Regions from separate parts of the Rattus norvegicus genome. Here region 2 is linked to region 1. A link is a contact called in public Hi-C data. All regions are on one chromosome and are shown on one strand. Each heading gives the region's core, a stretch centred on a gene start, on an enhancer-like site or on the middle of the called end of the contact. The rest is flanking DNA. Distances are from core to core; before and after follow the strand shown. Region 1 holds the start of Psd2 (pleckstrin and Sec7 domain containing 2). Region 2 overlaps Nrg2 (neuregulin 2).

Region 1 (3,540 bases), core at 265-2,764:
TCTTCCAGGAACAGTCACCCCTCAGTCTTCTCACCCCAATGTGTGGGAACCCCTGAGGCTCTGGGCATGCGTACAGGCCTCCTGTTTCCACCAGGACTCCACTCCAAACCCACCGCCTGGCACCATGCAGCAGGAGAAAGGGCTTTGAGGGGACAATTCTTTCCTCCAGATCCCCGAGTAGACAAGAAGAATGGCTGGCCCATTGTCTTGATTCATAGCTCCCAGGCCACAGAACTTCTAGCTTCCTTGGGAAGAAGGAATCGGTCTGGGAGTAGGGGAGGGCTTGGAGGTAGTCCCCATGTTCCTTGCCACTATGCTAATTCATAACGCATCTCTTATCTTCTGACTCTAGAGGAGACCTAGGAAAATCCTGTTACCCCAGGCCCACTCTCCTGCACCAGCCAAACCAGAGCAGGCTGCTTGGTCCCAGTCACCTCAACCAGACTTGTCCTGAGCTGCCAGGAGTCTTGTGCCCTCTTGCACCATAACAGTTGTATCTGCCCCGAGATCTCTGTCTGGGCCCGGCAAGATGAGCCTAAGACAAAGGGGTGTGCATTGGGCAGTGGGCCCAAGGTCTTGTGTAGAAACAATGCCCTGGATCTTATTTCAGAGAGTCCCAGATCCTCCAGTGACAAGAGCCTAGGAGAGAGCCAGCTGCATAGGGTGGTCCCCACATCTGGATTCCCTGCCCCACCCAGCCCCAGCACCCGGGCCCATGGACCCCCTCCAATCAAGGCTGCTTCTGTGAGGCCTGGCCTTGCCTACTGCCTGCCACGCCCCCATACAAACCCCTGCTCTTGCAGAGACAGAGAGGCCTGGGGCCCAGGCAGGCCTGCCTGTCAAAGTTGGGAAACTGGAAAGAGAAATAAATCCTCAAAGATGTTCCGTTGTGGAGGGAGCTCTGGCAGGCCCCAGCACACAACACCCCAACCGCAGACCACCAAACTGACACTAGTACCCCACACACACTGACACTGATTATACAGAAGGGGGAGGGGACCGGGAGGCAGAGCCCAGGAGACAATTGGACCGGCAGCCCTGTCCTCCCTACTGGCCGGTCTGGGGCTCTTGGCGGCGCCCCCACTCCCTGGCCCAGTCCTGACCATCTTGGGCTTCCTCTCTCTGCCCCATCTCCATGACAACCGCATCCTTTGGATGCTCCAGCCATCACGGAATTGATCTCGAAATGTAGCTTTGTTAGCAGACCCTAGCGGGCAAAAAGGGCGGAGGGCGGCTCCCGCCACCCAGCCTGTGTTCTTCTCCCAACCCTGAACCCCCTCCCAGTGTCTAGCTGGCCTCCTGAGAAGAGGGGCGGGGTCCGTAAGCATGCAGGCCTTGGGGGACACAGTTGGCCAGAGGCCCTACTCACCGCTCGTGTCCCAGCCGCTGGGTCCCCTCTCACGGTGGGGCCATGCGGAGGCCACCCCTGGACCCGCGGTCCGGTGCCGCCGCCTGTTGGAGCTCCCCGCGTTCGCTTCTGTCCCCTCAGGTGTTGGAACCTCGGCTGTGGAGAGGCTGGGCAGAGAAGGAGGGGACGGACTGCAGGAGGAGGGAACAGAGCAGCGAAGGAGGGAGGGAGGAGCGGGAAGGACGAGAAGGGCGGGAGGGGGCGGGGGGGGAGACTGCGGGCGCGCGCGCAGCCCCGAGGGGACCGTGACCACCAGGAGGGCCCACCCGCGGCGCCTGGCCACAAGCGCCCGACCTTGTGCGGGGCACCCACCCACCAGAACACGGCCACCGGCTCCAGCATGAGCTGGACCCTTTAAGAAAGTGGGGGAGGGGAGTTCCACGAGGTTCCGCCCCCCTCCAAGCCCGGCCCTGCCTCTGTCCTCGAACCCCTGGCAGACCTAACCACTGTCCCTCGGGAGAGCTCACTCTCCCAACTCTCCCAGTCCCTGACAGACCAGGCCATTCTCCAGGTGAAGGAGGGACGGGCCTTGCCCCCACCCCAGAACCCCCATTCTCTTCCTAGAGATCTCACCCTGGAGTTTAGAGGGCAAAGTTCAGAGAGTCACAGTGGGAGTTAGGCAGCCAGGGGTACAGAAAGGCTTGGAGTGACAAGGGGAGTCGAGGACAGAGCTGGAAGGGGGAAAAGAGAGGCGAGGAAAGAGCGGCCCTGCTGCGGATGGAGGTGAGGATCCGCCACCCTCGGCAGGTAATGGTGCGGACCGACTGCACTCTGGAATACCATTTCTCCAAGAACCTGCCTTTGCCCCCACCTCTAGCTGATCATGACCTTACAGGCTGCCCTGCTCCCCGCTCAACCCCCCTGTCCCCCTCACGTTGCCCCCTGCTTCCCACCCCCACCCCTGGCCTCCTTCCACTTCAGCTTCCTGAAGGAAGTTTGATGAACTCTACCTGGACTACACGCTAAGGACTTCTTGGCTATAAATCTAGAGATACTACTTCTCAGAGGGACGGACACTACAGGGCTCCAGACCCTGGAGTCTGAGGACCCCGGGGATGAAGGAAGGAGGGAAGGGTTAGAAGGCCCAGTGCTGGGGAAAGCAGAAGAGAGCTACCACGAAATTGGACCTCCCTCCGTCTGCTTCCGCTTCTAGGTTCTGTTCACCAAACTAAAAATCTTCTCATCTCTGCAAGTGTTCTACCCTATGCCTGCAGTGGTGGTAGTGGTGTGGGGGTGGGGGTGTCAACTCTCAAACCCATGTTTTTAAATGCCACTTCTACCATGAAGTCACCCTTGATGTCTCTGTCTCTCTCTGTGCCTCTCTCTCTCTCTCTCTCTCTCTCTCTCTCTCTCTCTCTCTCTCTATCTATCTATCTATCTCCCTCTCTTCCTCTCTTCCTCTCTTCCTTCCTCCCTCCCTCCCTCCCCCTTTCCCTTTCGCCCTCCCCCTCCCTCTCTTTCTCTTTCTTCCTCCCTCTCTCCCTTCCCCTCCCCCTCCCACAACCCTCCCCCTTCCTTTCTCTCCTTCTCTTTCCCTTCCTACTCCTACTCCTACACACACACACACACACACACACACACACACACACACACACACACACTTGGGTTCTTACAGGACAAAGAGAGGATTTGAGAGATGCCTGACTCACTTAGGTGTCCTCTGAAGATCTGATTGGTCTCCCCTCATCAACCACCATGACACTTCTACTACAGACTGCCACAGTCACCTCCAATGCTTTCTTTGTGTCTTATTTGAGGAAAAATGACCTTACAATTTACAGTTCAATTTACAGATAAAAAACACTGATGCTTCAAGAGTAGACCTCACTTGCCACAGGTTCCAGGAGACAGTTGGGCAGTTGGGACAGTCTTTCACCAAGCACCTGCCCACAGACACTGTCCTCTGCGTGCAGGAATTTCAGACCTTCTTGAGGAGCAGAGAGGAGCTGACTCCATGACTGACCTGTAGATGAGGAAGGTGCCCATGGCTGGGGCTCAGCCATTAGGCTCCAGCCATTCCTATTGCTTACCCTTCCGGGTCTCAGCTGGACCACCTTTCTAGGCTCTGGCTTTATCTGCCCCATGCAGGTGATAACAGACCTTGATTTGTGGGGCTGGGTGAGGACAAAAAG
Region 2 (3,540 bases), core at 264-2,763, 55 kb before region 1:
TTTTGTTTGCCCTGAGAATTTCCTAGAGTGAAAGTCAGACTCCAAGGTGGTGGCATGACCAGAGAATCTGTCTTCAGGAGACAGGGAGTGAGTAGGACTTAGTAGTTAACCTGATCTGCATGTGAGAAAGTGAAGTGGGGAGGGGGGAGTCAATGGACTCAGTAAGAAAAAAAAAGACTCTAAGCCAGTTCCAGAGAGCAGTCAAGCACCTGGCAGTGAAGTCTGAAAGAAAAGCATGTAGGAGAGTGATCCAGGTGCTCAAGTGGACAAGAGCGGAGGCTGATGGCTCATGGAGGTTGGGGGGAGGGGGACAAAAAGGATCATCAGAAGATATATTAGCAAAAGCAAATTTTTCAAGGAAGTAAGAGGAGTGGAGACAGTTGTTATCTTGGTATCTTTCAGCCCTGGCTTAAGATGCCTACATGGTGTCACTTCCCTGTGGCGGCCTTTGGCTACAATACAAAAAGGCATGTTTCCCTCACTCAAGCCAAGCCGGGGAATAAACTGTCCTTGCAAAAGCAGTGAGCTCAAATCCAGGAAGTCTCTGAACGGTGGCTAGTGTCCTGGAATAAGCATACTGGTTTCTGCCTAATCTGGACTCAAATCACAGGGACAGTCACCCAGGATTCACACTGGGAGGTATTAGCAAGAAACAGGCCTTCAAGGACCTAGGGATCATCGGCTCTAAGTAGAGACACCTAGTGGTGTCTAGGTGAAACAGGGAGAAAAGAGTTAGTTGATTCAGAAAGAATGGAACAGACCACATTTTGGTCATTTTGTCCTTGGCACTTAAAGTCTGAGTCCCTTTTTTCCTATAAGTTGTATAGCCTTCACCCTCAGGTGCTACAGAATAGATGAGACCACACCCCAAGCTGAGCGTGCCCCGGAGACATCCCTACTGTACTCCCCTAGTACATTTCTGAAATCCTCCAGCATCATATTGGAGTAAACACTCTAGTCATCTATGCTTAACAGACAGGAACAGGCTGGGAGGATCATGGAAACTAAACATGGTCAGAGTCACAGCCCCTCACTCTCATGGACAGAATCCTTTCTGGTTAGAATCTCTGGTGAACTGGCACTGCACCCTAATTCCCGACCCACGCCTCTGTCTCTCCCGCAGGTACGTGTCAGCCCTGACCACGCCCGCGCGCCTTTCGCCCGTGGACTTCCACTACTCGCTGGCCACCCAGGTGCCGACTTTCGAGATCACGTCGCCCAACTCTGCCCACGCCGTGTCGCTGCCACCCGCAGCGCCCATCAGCTACCGCCTAGCGGAGCAGCAGCCGCTCCTGCGGCACCCAGCGCCGCCCGGCCCGGGGCCAGGGCCCGGAGCGGACATGCAGCGCAGCTACGACAGCTACTACTACCCGGCGGCGGGGCCCGGGCCGCGGCGCGGCGCCTGCGCGCTGGGAGGCAGTTTGGGCAGCCTGCCCGCCAGCCCCTTCCGCATCCCGGAGGACGACGAGTACGAGACCACGCAGGAGTGCGCGCCCCCGCCACCGCCGCGGCCGCGCACGCGCGGCGCGTCCCGCAGGACGTCGGCGGGGCCGCGGCGCTGGCGGCGCTCCCGCCTCAACGGGTTGGCTGCGCAGCGCGCACGCGCAGCGCGGGACTCGCTGTCGTTGAGCAGCGGTTCGGGCTGCGGCTCGGCGTCGGCCTCGGACGACGATGCGGACGACGCGGACGGGGCGCTGGCGGCCGAGAGCACGCCTTTCCTCGGCCTGCGAGCGGCGCACGACGCGCTGCGCTCGGACTCGCCGCCGCTCTGCCCGGCGGCGGACAGCAGGACTTACTACTCCCTGGACAGCCACAGCACGCGCGCCAGCAGCAGACACAGCCGGGGGCCGCCCACGAGGGCAAAGCAGGACTCCGGGCCCCTCTAAGGCCTCCCGCCTCGCCCGCCTCACGTCTCCGAGGAGAGCGGAGACCACCGACTGGAGAGGGAAAAAGGAGCGAACAAAGAAATAAAAATATTTTTATTTTCTATAAAAGGAAAAAAGTATAACAAAATGTTTTATTTTCATTTTAGCAAAAAAAATTGTCTTATAATACTAGCTAACGGCAAAGACGTTTTTATAGGGAAACTATTTATATGTAACATCCTGATTTACAGCTTCGGAAAAAAAAAAGAAACAACAAAAAAAAAAAAGAGAGATGGGCCAATTTTTTTGACTCTTTAATAGAAACCTATATTGTGGTGCCTTTTGCTGTACGCTAATCTGGGGCTCCTGGAGAGCCGTCTGGGGTGCAGTGTGGGGATGGGCGCTTATAGGATCCCAAACTGGTGGGGGTGAGAAAAGGCAGGTAAAGAAGAGACTGTGAGGTTCTAATGGTTCTGAGGGTAATGAACAATGAGGAAGAAGATGAAGATAAGACGAAATTTTATCTTCCCCAGTCCAGATCTGGAGTCCTGAACAGAGAGGGCAGGGATCCTAGCCTTCGAGCTGGAATTGAGATGGGGTTATTTCCAGGAGGAGACACAGGCCTCCCGTTACAGCAACTAGAATGGGGAAGGTCCTCCCCAGCCCTCACAGCTGCTAAGGGAAAGAGGACAGAGAAGGCTGTCTCCCCACCAGCCCCCCCGCCTAGGGAGGGGGCAGCTCTACCAGGGGCCCAACCTTCATGGCTCCTCCTCCCCTGCGGCCTCCAGGATGTCCTCTGTCCTCTGCAGCACCTTCGTTTACAGGTCGTCTTTTCTATTTTACGCCTGCATGTCCTTCGCATTTCAGATTCTTTAGATTGAATGCATGGTCACGCTGGGACCCGGAAGAGCCACTCCAACAGTGTATTCGATTCCCCTTTTAGCAATAAAGTAACACCATATCCTCACAGCCCAGCTCCCAACCCACCTATGACTTTCATCTTCCAGTCCTGCCCTCCCCAGCCAGCCCTCACAACTGGATCCAATGCTAATTTGTCAAGAAAAAAAAAAAAAAAAAAAGAAAGGCAGTTGTCTAAAAAGCCAACAAAAATCCCGAACAGAAACAAATGGGAGCCCTGACATGTCCGAGCACCTGACTGTTGACACTTGAACATTTTTATATTATAAATAAAATCAGAAATAACTCCTGTTTGACTGTGTGTACCTAGCCCCAGGTGAGGAGGGAAGATAGAAGGAGGGCCTAGGATGAGGCATGTGGGTACTGGAAGAAAAATTGGATAGGGCCAAGGTAGTCCCCGAGCGGAAGTGACCCTCTCTCCAGTCCCTCTGGCCCCAGCTCCCAGGACCTGCTCCAAGTCTTCCTTCCAAATCATTTATAAGGTGTCCCCCTGGGTGCTAAGGAACCCAGCCAAGGGACTGACGCAAATCGTTCTGCTTTAAACTCAGCCTCAGAACTCTAGCCCAGTTCCTGCCCTGCAGCGGGAAGCTGGACTGAGGCAACAGTTTTCTGCCCAGGTGGGTGAAGAGGAAAGGGTTGTGGGGTTGGCACTGGGGCAGCGGAGGCAAAGATGACCCTTGGGGCTTCAGGCATGTCACAGGCAGAGTCTGGACATGTAAGACAACATAATGGGCACCCTCATTGCCAGAAGGACCAG

The links. A called contact is a pair of places that touch in the nucleus more often than the background predicts.
Region 2: a Hi-C map of kidney shows a contact between it and region 1, with 3 times the contacts expected there. The contact joins the enhancer-like site here to the promoter of Psd2 in region 1. A contact is called at or near these places in 7 of 12 Hi-C or Micro-C datasets (the A7r5 cell line, the Rat2 cell line, Schwann cells and 4 more).

The regions. Positions count from the first base shown.
Region 1 is chr18:27,837,601-27,841,140 of GRCr8, reverse strand. It overlaps Psd2 (pleckstrin and Sec7 domain containing 2), which reads right to left and starts at 1,514. Exons shown (of 15, transcript NM_001107395.1): 1 at 1,370-1,514. LOC134483009 (a long non-coding RNA gene) reads right to left here. Exons shown (of 2, transcript XR_010059803.1): 2 at 3,139-3,371.
Region 2 is chr18:27,892,279-27,895,818 of GRCr8, reverse strand. It overlaps Nrg2 (neuregulin 2), which reads left to right. Exons shown (of 10, transcript NM_001136151.2): 10 at 1,124-3,540. The coding sequence ends at 1,886. Among named protein-coding and RNA genes, the nearest start is that of Psd2, 54 kb to the right of the region's middle. Within about 2 kb of position 1,513, at least 78 of the 93 cell types and tissues checked have an H3K27ac peak or open chromatin away from gene starts, as enhancers often do. A contact at or near this core is called in Schwann cells, kidney and liver, where this site is marked.